Linked DNA regions of Mus musculus: region 1 is linked to region 2. Evidence: chromatin contacts called from public HiChIP or PLAC-seq data. All regions are on one chromosome and are shown on one strand. The core of a region is the stretch at or near the end of the contact, and the rest is flanking DNA. Distances in the headings are between cores, read along the strand shown. Region 1 overlaps 9830132P13Rik (RIKEN cDNA 9830132P13 gene). Region 2 overlaps Ank2 (ankyrin 2, brain).

The links. HiChIP or PLAC-seq counts read pairs in DNA pulled down with a chosen protein or histone mark.
Region 1: a contact with region 2 is called in a FOXA1 HiChIP or PLAC-seq map of pancreatic cancer cells. The contact joins two enhancer-like sites.

The regions. Positions count from the first base shown.
Region 1 is chr3:127,928,780-127,934,558 of GRCm38.p6, forward strand. It overlaps 9830132P13Rik (RIKEN cDNA 9830132P13 gene), which reads left to right. Exons shown (of 5, transcript NR_040552.1): 3 at 1-87. Among named protein-coding and RNA genes, the nearest start is that of 9830132P13Rik, 15 kb to the left of the region's middle. Within about 2 kb of position 1,257, at least 83 of the 459 cell types and tissues checked have an H3K27ac peak or open chromatin away from gene starts, as enhancers often do. A contact at or near this core is called in pancreatic cancer cells, where this site is marked.
Region 2 is chr3:127,316,749-127,322,576 of GRCm38.p6, forward strand. The region is part of intron 1 of Ank2 (ankyrin 2, brain); the gene reads right to left. Among named protein-coding and RNA genes, the nearest start is that of Gm52631, 67 kb to the right of the region's middle. Within about 2 kb of position 4,498, at least 32 of the 459 cell types and tissues checked have an H3K27ac peak or open chromatin away from gene starts, as enhancers often do. A contact at or near this core is called in pancreatic cancer cells, where this site is marked.

The sequences.
Region 1 (5,779 bases), core at 7-2,506, 610 kb after region 2:
GGCACTTCAAGACTATAAGCTTGACACACAAGAAGCCTTTTAGGGAAGAGAACTGACGTGTATGCTCATGTTGAAAGCAACCCTGTGGTATGTTGTCACTAATCTTTTTTTTTTTTTAAAGATTTATTTATTTATTATATGTAAGTACACTGTTGCTGTCTTCAGACACACCAGAAGAGGGCATCAGATCTCATTACAGGTGGTTGTGAGCCACCATGTGGTTGCTGGGATTTGAACTTCGGACCTTCGGAAGAGCAGTCGAGTGCTCTTACCCACTGAGCCATCTCACCAGCCCGTCACTAATCTTAAAACAGTGTTAAATGAAGGAGGTCGGATCCACATTATGCTTAGAGCAGCCTGAGTAGAAGCTTGGTAGCTGTTGGGTTTCAGACCCAGGACAAGGGACTGAGGTGCATAGTTGTTGACATATTAAAACAGACCTGGCCTCCTGGCTATCCCAGCATCCCTCAGTCCCCACCTTGCATACTCTGCCTCAACAATGAACTTTCCAGTCTAACGGCTGGGCTCTCCTTCTCTCAGAGGCTCTTCCCTATATAATCCAGACATTTTAGTCTCTTCCTCCCCCCTCGCGCATTCATGCACACAGCCCTTTTTTCCTGCCCCCTTCCTTCCCCATGGGGACTTCCCTGGTTTCCCTCCTTGGGGTCAGTGAATTCCCCTGCTTGAGAGCAGCTTCCCAATAAACCTGCCCTTAATCTAATCTAATCTGGGTTGAAATGGCTCATTCTACTGATGGAGAAATAACCTACTACGAGCCACACTCACTGGGGCTGATTTCTGGCCTCTGCTAACTCATATCCTGGGCCATTCTAGATGTCTAAATAATGAGCTTATTCTTCTATTTCTCAACATCAGTTGAGAGTTAGGCTTTTGTTGTTGTTTTGGTTTTTTGTTTTTGTTTGTTTTTTGGTTTTTTTTGCTTGTTTTTTTTTTATTTTTTTTATTAGGTATTTTCCTCGTTTACATTTTCAATGCTATCCCAAAGGTCCCCCATACCCACCCACCCCCCAATCCCCTACCCACCACTGCCCCTTTTTGGCCCTGGCGTTCCCCTGTACTGGGGCATATAAAGTTTGCAAGTCCAATGGGCCTCTCTTTTTTTATTTTTTGCTTGTTTTTTAAGTCTCTGTTCAATCCATGGGATTATAGCCATTCTAGGGACTAAACACAGAGAAGTCGGTGAAGAACAAACGGCTGCTGCCGGTGCAGTGGGGCAATATTTGAACAACGCCACAGTAATGTGACACAGAGGTCACTGCTCTTAGCTCTGCAACGTTCCACGCCCAGCCCAGGGGTTCATAATAGACATTGGAATGTACAAGTCCACTCCCTGCAAACATTCCTACCAATCTAACACCTTGATTGCCAGCAGCCTCTCCCACAACCACAGCCACAGCCAGAGCCACAGCCGCAAACCTTTCTCTCACTTCTGCCTTCCAAATCCTGAATGCATGTTGGGACAGAATTTAAGACTCCCCGCCACCCCCAACAAAAACAACAACAAAAACAAAAACGAAACCCCATAAAAGAAAGTGTTTTGGAGAATGCAGTCCAGGTTAGTTTCTTATCCACATTGAAGGGGTGGGGACTTCCAAAGCCAAACGATTGGTTGCACATAGTATATGCTTGTGTCTTGGCACTTTCCTCACTGCAGAACATAGATAGGTTCATATCTGGCCAAGTCAACCGTCAGGGTGTGCCTTACTGTGACTCTGCAGAGACATTTGGCTCTGTGGAACCTCCCTGTTCCCCATGCTACCACCTATCAGGAGTAGTATTTCATTTGTTCTTAGTAATCCTGTCATAGCTGCCATGTGCCACATTTGCTTAGATCTTCTTGCTGACCCTTCTAGATGTTAACACCATCTCTGTCAGGCCGCTCTTCTGAGGGCAGAGTAGAAAACACCGTTCCGAGTTAGGGCTCTCGGCACCCCCAGACTTTCTGCTGCGGCTGCAGAAGACTGGTGATTCTCTGAATCCATTTCTGGTCCTTGATGGTGAGGTAAGGGGAGGAGGGAGCCTGGACTTCTGACTGCTTCACAGCACAGTCCTGGTCCTGATTTCAACTTGAGCTTCACCTCATCTTACTATGGACACTCCCGTGGGTATAACGTGGCCTGGGGCCTCTAGACAGCAAATTGGTTCTGCATAGTACCTGCTAGTGGACACTGATATATTGTTGCTGGCTTAATTAGTCCTACTCCATCTTCTCTACTAAATTTATTTAGACATTTCTCTTTGACTACTATCACTTTTTAAGTAAAAAATAACTTTCTAAGTAAGCATATGAGGTGATGGACTTTAATTATGCCATGTTTACATCCATGCATCATTATATTTATGCTCTAATTATCCTCTTCCCCTCCAGTCATACACACACACACACAAACACACACACACACACACACACACCCCTTTCTCCCTCTAGCAGGTTCCTTCCCTTCCCCTAGACATCCCCACTTTTGCTTCGTGCCACATACACTCAGTTGTCTTCCCTGTATGTTTGAAATCCCCTAACATCTCTACTTTCCCTCGCCTGGCCCCCTTCCTAGTTCCATGGTCCACCCTCACACAGAACACACAGATAAGTTTAAATCTTGGCTGCATATGTAAGAGGAAAGTGCATGTAATATTTGTCTTTATGGCTTATTTTGCTTAACATAATGATTTTCAGGTCCATTGACTTTCCTGAAAATGTCATGTTTTCTTTTTTTACCACTGGGGTGGGGTGGGGGTGGGGGACGGGAATCCTATTGTATATAGCCAAACTTATGTAAATTTACATATTAAATTTTATCTGTTCTTCCTATATATCATTTTCTTTTCACTCTCTCCCCGCCCTGTTGCTATGGGATTTGAGGAGACAGAAGTAGAAGCGCATCATCTATGATACCTGATGGGAGTCTGTGCCCGTTCTCTTTTACCTTGTATTTTCTCAGCAAGGCTTAGCTTATTTTTCCTGAAAATTGAAAAGAATTAGAAATGCCTTCATATGCTTTTGCAAATAAAGTAAATGAAGTTCAGTAGGATTAAATAAGTATGGCCAGGCATGGAGGCCCAAGTCTATAATCTTAATACTCAGGAAGCAGAGACTTGAATATTGCAAAATACGCAGAGCTAGGGAGCTAGTTCTGGGTCAGTTTACGGCTCTATATCTGTATCTGAATCTGTATCTAGATCTCTCTATCATCTGTCTGTCTGTCCGTCCATCTATCCATCCATGTAGCCATCGATAAAGAAAAGAATTAAAGGATGAATAAAGTATCCAAGATCAAATAGTGAGTCATAGGATCAGGGCTGCAGGCTTCCCTCATAGATTCACTCCATTGCTCCACCCCCTGTAAGAATGACATCTGCTGTGGTCCTGGAGGTAAACTGAAAATACCAAATTATGAGGAAAGGTTCTGAGGGGATCTAATCTAGGCTTCAAGTGAACTTCCCCATGAGGTGCGCTGGCTATGTGCTTCAGGTGATCTGGGCTCTGGGTTCACAAGTGTGTTCGCTTTCTGAAAATTCTGTTTTGGAACTCCTTTGATGAAGGGGCAGCTCTTGGAAAAGGGCTTGAAAAGGTACTGAGTGGGTGGCTCTTCCAGCAATGTTATGGGGAAATCCAATCTGCAATGAGATTTGTGTCTAGAAGATACTGTGGAAGAAAACACAGAGCCCAGGCCAGCACTGTGACTTGCATTTGAGAGCCCAGGGATGGGCACATACAGTCAGGCAGGTGGGATGCAGGAGAGGAGCACACAAACCCATCCCTGAAGCACATAGAAAGCGGGCTGCAGACATGAGTGCCTGTAACCGAAGAGGAAGTTAGGAGACGTGCAAGCGTTGCCTGCCGAGTTTCCAAGAATAAGCTTATGACTCACTTCTGAACTCATCTCTGTCATCCTTGGATCTTCATAAGAGTCTGGTGATGAGCGGAACTTGAACACAGATGACTGATATTCTAGTTGGTATCCCACGGTTTATAGAAGAAACGAGACGGGGGTATAAGCAGCGATCTGACACCTTAGACTGAATCACTGCTGGGAGAAAGCACGGCACTTATTCTTCACTGAACGTTGCCATTTGAAGATTTTTAATCTTATAAATTACTTATGATCCCTATACCATTGGAGTATATACACTTTTTTTTTAAATGATATAAGCAAAGAAAGGAACTGATAATGTCCAACTGGTCTACACGGGTTAGTCCAATTTCGTTCTACCCAATTGTTCTTGGATGGTCTTCTTCTGGAGAGGTGGGCAGCTTAGAGAATCTCTCTCCTCCAGCCTCTAGCCATTGCCATGAGCTCCGTGGCTTGGGTGGGACTGTGTGCCCAGCTCCTCTTTCTCTTCTGGGGTTTGGCCTGTCTTGGGTTTGGACAGGGTTTGCAGTTGCTGTACTGACTGCTGTGTGTTCCGTGTGTAGATGCCCTGCTGTGTCCGGAGGGGTCGGTGACTACAGGGAAGCAGATGCTTTCACTCTGATCCTCCCTTTTTCCACCACAGCCTATCTGCTCTCTTGCTGCAGCCTTTTGATGAAGAGTGATTATGGACCTTAACTTGGCTTCACAATCTAAAAACTTTCTGTGGTAGTTGCTGGCTTTGGAGTCTCAAAATTTTTTTGTGCTATTTTAATTTATGAAGATACTCTCCCATTTTTTTCTGTATCTTTTATTTGAATTCAATTTTTTATTAGATATTTTCTTTATTTACATTTCAAATGTTATCCCCTTTCCTAGTTTCCCCTCCCAAAACCCTCTATACCCTCCTCCCTCCCCCTGCTCACCAACCCACCCACTCCCACTTCCTGGCCCTGGCATTCCCCTGTACTGGGGCATAGAACCTTCACAGGACCAAGGGCCTCTTCTCCCATTGATGAACAACTAGGCCATCTGCTACATGTGCAGCTAGAGCCATGAGTCCCAACATGTGTTTTCTTTGGTTGGTGGTTTAGTCACAGGGAGCTCTGGAGGTATTGGTTAGTTCATATTGTTGTTCCTCCTATGGAGCCACAAACCCCTTCATTTCCTTGAGTCCTTTCTCTAGCTTCTTCATTGGGGACCCTGTGCTCGGTCCAAAGGATGGCTGTGAGCATCCACTTCTATATTTGTCAGGCACTGGCATAGCTTCTTAGGAGACAGCTATATCAGGCTCCTATCAGCAAGCACTTGTTGGCATCCACAATAGTGTCTGTTTTGGTGGTTGTATATGGGTTGAATCCCCAGGTGGGACAGTCTCTGGATGGTCATTCCTTCAGTCTCTGCTTCACACTTTGTGTAACTTCTTCTATGGGTATTTTTTTTCCCTCTTCTAAGAAGGATCGAAGTATCCACACTTTGGTCTTCCTTCTTCTTGAGTTTCATGTGTTTTTCGAATTGTATCCACTTATCAGTGAGTGCATATCATGTGTGTTCTTTTGTGATTGTGTTACCTCACTAGGGATGATATTCTCCAGATCCATCCATTTGTCTAAGAATTTGATAAATTCAATGTTTTTAGTAGCTGAGTAGTACTCCATTGTATAAATGTACCACATTTTCTGTAGCCATTTCTCTGTTGAGGGACATCTGGATTGAAATACCTCTGGAATTTCTTTTGATTTTGGCATAAGCTAGTACTCTCAGTACAATATTTTTTTTAAAAAATGTGAAACAATGTTTCATTAACCTTGAACAAAAGGCCCGTTTTTCTTAGCTCCTATCAACCTGGTGTTCTAGCAAATGTTTAAAAGAAGTGCTAATAAGTTGATTGTGGGCTTTTTTGTTGGTGC
Region 2 (5,828 bases), core at 3,248-5,747:
CCATTGTGTGCCCCAGATATAGCAGAGAGCAGAGCCTGCCAGCGCAAGTGGCACCCATGGAACAATTTGAAGCCAGTGAGTTTGTGGTTATAGCAGCAGCAGCTGACTCCTTCTCACTGGTACACAGCTGCTTCTACAGTGTGTAGTAACTTGTATACATTTTAATTAGCATAGTCCTGGGGGAGGGGGAAGGTTTTCCCAAGTGGTAATCAGCCCTGAAAGGTGTTGCTATAGGCATTACATACTATTTTCCTTACCTGTGAGAGATTCTCCTCTCCGGGCCAAGAATGGCTGTGTCACCCCACCTGTTGATCTCCATGTCAACTCTCTACAAACTAGCTAATCTTTTTAATTGATTTTTTTCTATGCTAAATCTGTAATCTCAGAGTTGTCCTGTACAAGCTAACCACCCTTCTCTGGGACTTACCCACTCAGAGGTGTCTGGAGTTGGGGCAGAGATACACATAGTAATTAAGCCAGGCGTGTGGCTTAGAGACTCTTAGCTTTGGATGCCTTCTACGGAACATTCACTAAATACTTTCTCTTATCAGTAACCACGTCCTATTATCCTTACCTTATCACAGAGAAGTAATATTTATGAGACAAGGTCACATGTAGCCCTAACTGGTCTCAAATATGATACATACCCCCAAAATGATCTTGAACTCTTGATCCCCCTGCCTCAATCTCTCCAGCACCGGGATTAAAGATATGTATGACCTGACCCAGCTGATGTACTTTTTTAAAATCCCTGATGAATAGATAGTTGAATTAAGCCAAGCTAAAGAAAAACATTGACAGACCTATCAGCTCCCAAAATCATTTCCTTGGCCTATTAACTGCAAATAAAATAATGGAGTAGTAATCTGTGGGTGAGATCGTGGTGAATAAAAAGACACGAGAATGGAGCCAACCGGCTAATTCAATATATCATTTCCCATTAATTAGGAAAATAAAGAGATGCGAGCTAGGCCTTTTCCAGAACAATTGGTAGAAAGACTTATCTGGCCAGCAGAGACAGCTGATTTTTGCAGAGATAACCCTTACACATGTGATCCTTGGCTCCCGTTAGATATAAGTATTAGTGCAATGGACCGGAAAATAACCACAGGCTTCTCTAATCAAGGCCACTAAAATCTATCCTTGTTTCTCATACACAGTCTGAAGTCATCTAAATTACATCTGACATACAAATTAGCTTTGATCCATAAGCCTTGTAACTAAATACCAATCTGAGCTCCTAATTAAAGCCCGTTGCCCAAGAGTGCCAGAAGAGAAATTAAATTATATTCTCTCAGCCATCTCCTCTTTCCTCCACCCATATTCCATCTTCTACATGTTTGTAATAAAATGAGGTACAGAAGAGAGGAGAGAAAAACAAGGTCGCCATTTCACTGTACTTTTTATGGAACTTCAAACCCCCGAAGTACAGAAGACATCTAGAAGAATTTAATGCTACGAATACCTTAAAATACCTACAACCATGGTTTTGAATATGAGGAGCTAGAATTCCACAGGAATGGAATCCAGGAGTGGATAAAACCAGTCATAGTGGTGGGCCTGGGACTGCAGCACAATGGGGTGGAAAGCAGATGTACATGCAGATAGAGCACTCATAAAAGATCCGGGGTTCTAAAATCATCTTCGGCTAATAAGTAGCCTAAGCTCAGGCCGGTCTACATGAAACTTGATCTCAAAAAATAAAATAGTACAGCAAAGAAATAAATTATCTTTTAAATATTATGCTAGTCATTAAAAAAAATAGTTATTATCAGCCAGGGGTGGTGGCACACAGCTTTAATTCCAGGTTTTGAGGCAGAGAGGCAGGAAGATCTCTGTGAATTGGAGGCCAGCCTGGTCTACATAGAAGTTCCAGGACACTCAGGACTGTTACACACAGAGAGACTCTGCCTCAAAACAACAAAAATAAAACAAAACAAAAGACCACAAACAACGCCCCCCCCCCAAAAAAAAAAACAAGTGACCATTTATGCCAGTCACTCAACTAAGCATTTTTTTAATATTATGTTTTGTGGTCCTTAGAGACAGAGTCTTGCTATGTAGACCAGACTGGCCTCCAGCTGGTAGAAATCCTCCTGTTTCTGCTTCTCAAGTGCTGGGGTTACTAGTTTAAACTACCATGCCTAAAAATGTTTTGTTTACTTTGGGGAGTTTGGGGGTGGGGGTATTAAGACCTCACAATATAGCTCTGCTTACAGAGGACCAGAGTTCGATTCCCAGCAACCAATGGTGGCTCACAACCATCTATAATGGGATCTGATGCCTTCTTTTGGCATGCAGGTGTACATGCAGCTAGAGCACTCATATACAATAAATAAATACATACATAATTTTTTCTTAAAAGTTTAAAAGGAAAAGGTAAGATCTGTGATTTCTCTCATTTTTTTTAAACACAAAAGCTGATACACAGAAAAACCTAAAAAAAAAAAAAAAGTTATATTTCTAAACCAGGTGGTGGTGGCACATACCTTTAATCCCAGCACTCAAGTGGCAGAGGCTGCAGTATGTATATCTCTGAGTTCCAGGCCAGCACAGCCAGGGCTACACAAAGAAACCCTGTGTCAAACAAACAAACAAACAAAGAACATGTCTAACTTTGCAATTTTTCCTATGTAATTTCATTATCTACTTTTTTTTTCAATCAGTTGGGTTCATACAGGTAAAACACAAACATTACTCCATTTTACAAAATATTCTTCTGCCATACAATTTTTTAATTTATTTATTTTTTAAAGATTTATTTATTTATTTAATGTATATGAGTACACTGTAGCTTCCCTCAGACACACCTGAAGAGGGCATCAGATCCCATTACAGATAGTTGTGAGCCACCATGTGGTTGCTGGGAGTTGAACTCAGGACTTCTGGAAAAAGCAGTCATTGCTCTTAATCACTGAGCCGTCTCTCCAGCCCTTAATTAATTTATTTTTAATTAAAGCACCATTACATCACTTCCCCCTTCCCTTTTCTTTCTCCAACATTTCCCCTGTTCCCTTCGCTCTCTCTCAAATTCACAGCTGTTTTTTTTTTAGTTGTGATTGTTGCATACACATGTATGTACACATATACATACAGAGAGAGAGTTGGGCCCCCTGATATTTGTTTAGTTCTGCTTGTATGTGTCTGATCACTTGGCTTTGGATAACCACTTAGGGGGCCTGCCCCTGAAGAAGTCTGATTCTCCCACTCTCATCAGCCCATACTGGTCTTATTTATATCTTTGTCTAGTAGTACAGGCCTGTGCAATGTCTCCCCTCCGTGTTTATTGATGCTGTCAGTCACATCCTGTTTACTATCATGTGACTTTAGAATAATATAAATGAAAAACTTAGATACATTTTTTGCTTTGTTGTATTTTGTTTTGTTTTGTTTTTGAAACAAGGTTTTTCCTGTGTAGCCCTGGCTGTCCACTCAACCTATAGACCAGGCTGACCTTAAATTTACAGAGATCTGCATGCCTCTGCCTCCTAGGTTCTGGGGTTTAAAAGCATGTATCACCACCAGTGAAAAACTTAAAAATCTTAAAGATGCATTTATCAGCCTTTATGCCAAAATAGCCAAACCCTTCTACCAATCTCAGAATGCTTTCCCAATCTTTAAATTACGGCCAAAATCATATTGCCAACACGAGGGGTTTCAAAGTCTCTATTTCTTCCTCCCAGGGATCTTAGAGTGTTAGTGGAACTGCATCAGCAATTGCTCCACACATGGCTAAATCATACCGAGTGAGTCAGTCCCTGCCTGACTAAGCCCCAAGACCGTGTCTCGAGAACAAGATAATACACTTTATGATATCTGACCACAAAATACTGTATTCCCACGAAGAGAATGTGTTCAAAGGTTGCACTAGGCGCTTTCCTTTTGGAGTTCTTCTCATTGGAAGCTACTCCTGAGTAGGTTTCTTCATTATGGTCTAGAGTCCCCATGTCACGTGGTGTCCCACCCGCCAGTCCCCACGGAGACCTGGTTTACAGCATGGAGCTTCGGGCCTCTGGAACCTCCGAAACCTAATCCCATCACTTTGCATTGTAAACAATGTTGAGAGTGAGCTGTGCTGGTTATATTTGGAAGATAATTTTATCTTCCTCGTATATGTTCTGATAGAATCAACTTGAAAATGTCACCATTCCTTGGTAGACTCTGTGCCACCGATGTCCTAAGCAATTGGATGTTCCTCTAATTCCCACCATAGTTTCTGTTTCATAAGAGTCTTGTTTGAATTACTAACTATATTGCTCCTCTTTATCATTTTCTGAAGAAGAAAATAAAGAAATTGATAAAAAAAATTGGTCTTGGTAATGGGTAGATAAACATTTGGGTTTTTGTTCTTTTTTAATGTAAAGGAACACACAAAATGTCTCGTGTGCGGAAGAGTGTTCCATTCCCAAATAAACATTTGATGCACATGTCAGATGCCTGCAGTTGTGTTTGCTGCTATGGTGGTGGCAGTTACGAAGGCACTGGAGCCTCACAAAGCCAACAGACCACAAAATGGGAACCTGTGGCTACGATTTACTGTGTGTCTTAGTCAGGGTTTCTATTCCTGCACAAACATCATGACCAAGAAGCAAGTTGGGGAGGAAAGGATTTATTCGGCTTACACTTCCATGCTGCTGTTCATCACCAAAGGAAGTCAGGAGTGGAACTCAAGCAGGTCAGGAAGCAGGAGCTGATGCAGAGGCCATGGAGGGATGTTCTTTACTGGCTTGCTTCCCCTGGCTTGCTCAGCCTGCTCTCTTATAGAACCCAAGACTACCAGCCCAGGGATGGTCCCACCCACAAGGGGCCTTTCCCCTTGATCACTAATTGAGAAAATGCCTTAAAGTTGGATCTCATGGAGGCATTTCCTCAACTGAAGCTCCTTTCTCTGTGATAACTCCAGCTGTGTCAAGTTGACACAAAACTAGACAGTACACTGTGCAAACATAAATGTATTGTCTAATTTGGAGGTTGACAGCCACAGGCCAGCAGGATGACTCAGTGGGTAAGGGTTTTGCTGGCTGCCAAACTTGATGACCTGAGATCAATCACCAGAAACCACAAGGTGGAAGTCGAGAACCAACTTCTACGAATAGTCCTCTGACCTCCACATGTGCACTGCAGCCCACAGGTACACAAATCACACGTGCACCCACATGTGAACACACAGACACATAAAAAGACACATGAGCTGACTACAAATAAAACGCACACATGCACACTACATAAATATAAAAACGAAAGTTTAAATGACTTTGTTTAAAGAAAGAAGCTGTTGACAGTCAAGCATGTCATGTGACTGTAATCCAAGCAGGGGAAAGCTGGAGACAGAGTCATTATAAATAAAGATCAGTCCATGCTGCAAAGTCCTGTGTCACAAAACAAACAAGGAAATCAATCAAACCATCAATTAGAATTGACAGGGCTCCTATAGAAACTACCAGTTCAACATACCAAAGAGATCCTCACAAACACACACATACACACACACACACACACTCTGGAAAGTGCTGCCATTTTTGTTAGGAATTAAAAGCATATTGTGATGTTTAAAATAGCTATGTTTTCCATCAGAATCTATTCTTAAAACAATAGGAAAAACTTGTAGAATTCCTTCTATTCATAGAAAAGAAAGCGCCTAACAAGTGCCCAGAAGGGCAAATGAGGATTCAACATCAGCGTGAGGGGAATCTGGAGGGCAAAAACCAGGCAGAAAGAATCTCAGAGAGGACCTTTTTGTACCTTAGAATTTTAATGAATTATTTAAAATAGAATTTTAATTTTGTTGAGTGGATTCTTCCCTGGTCACTAAAAAAAATTGTAGGCTC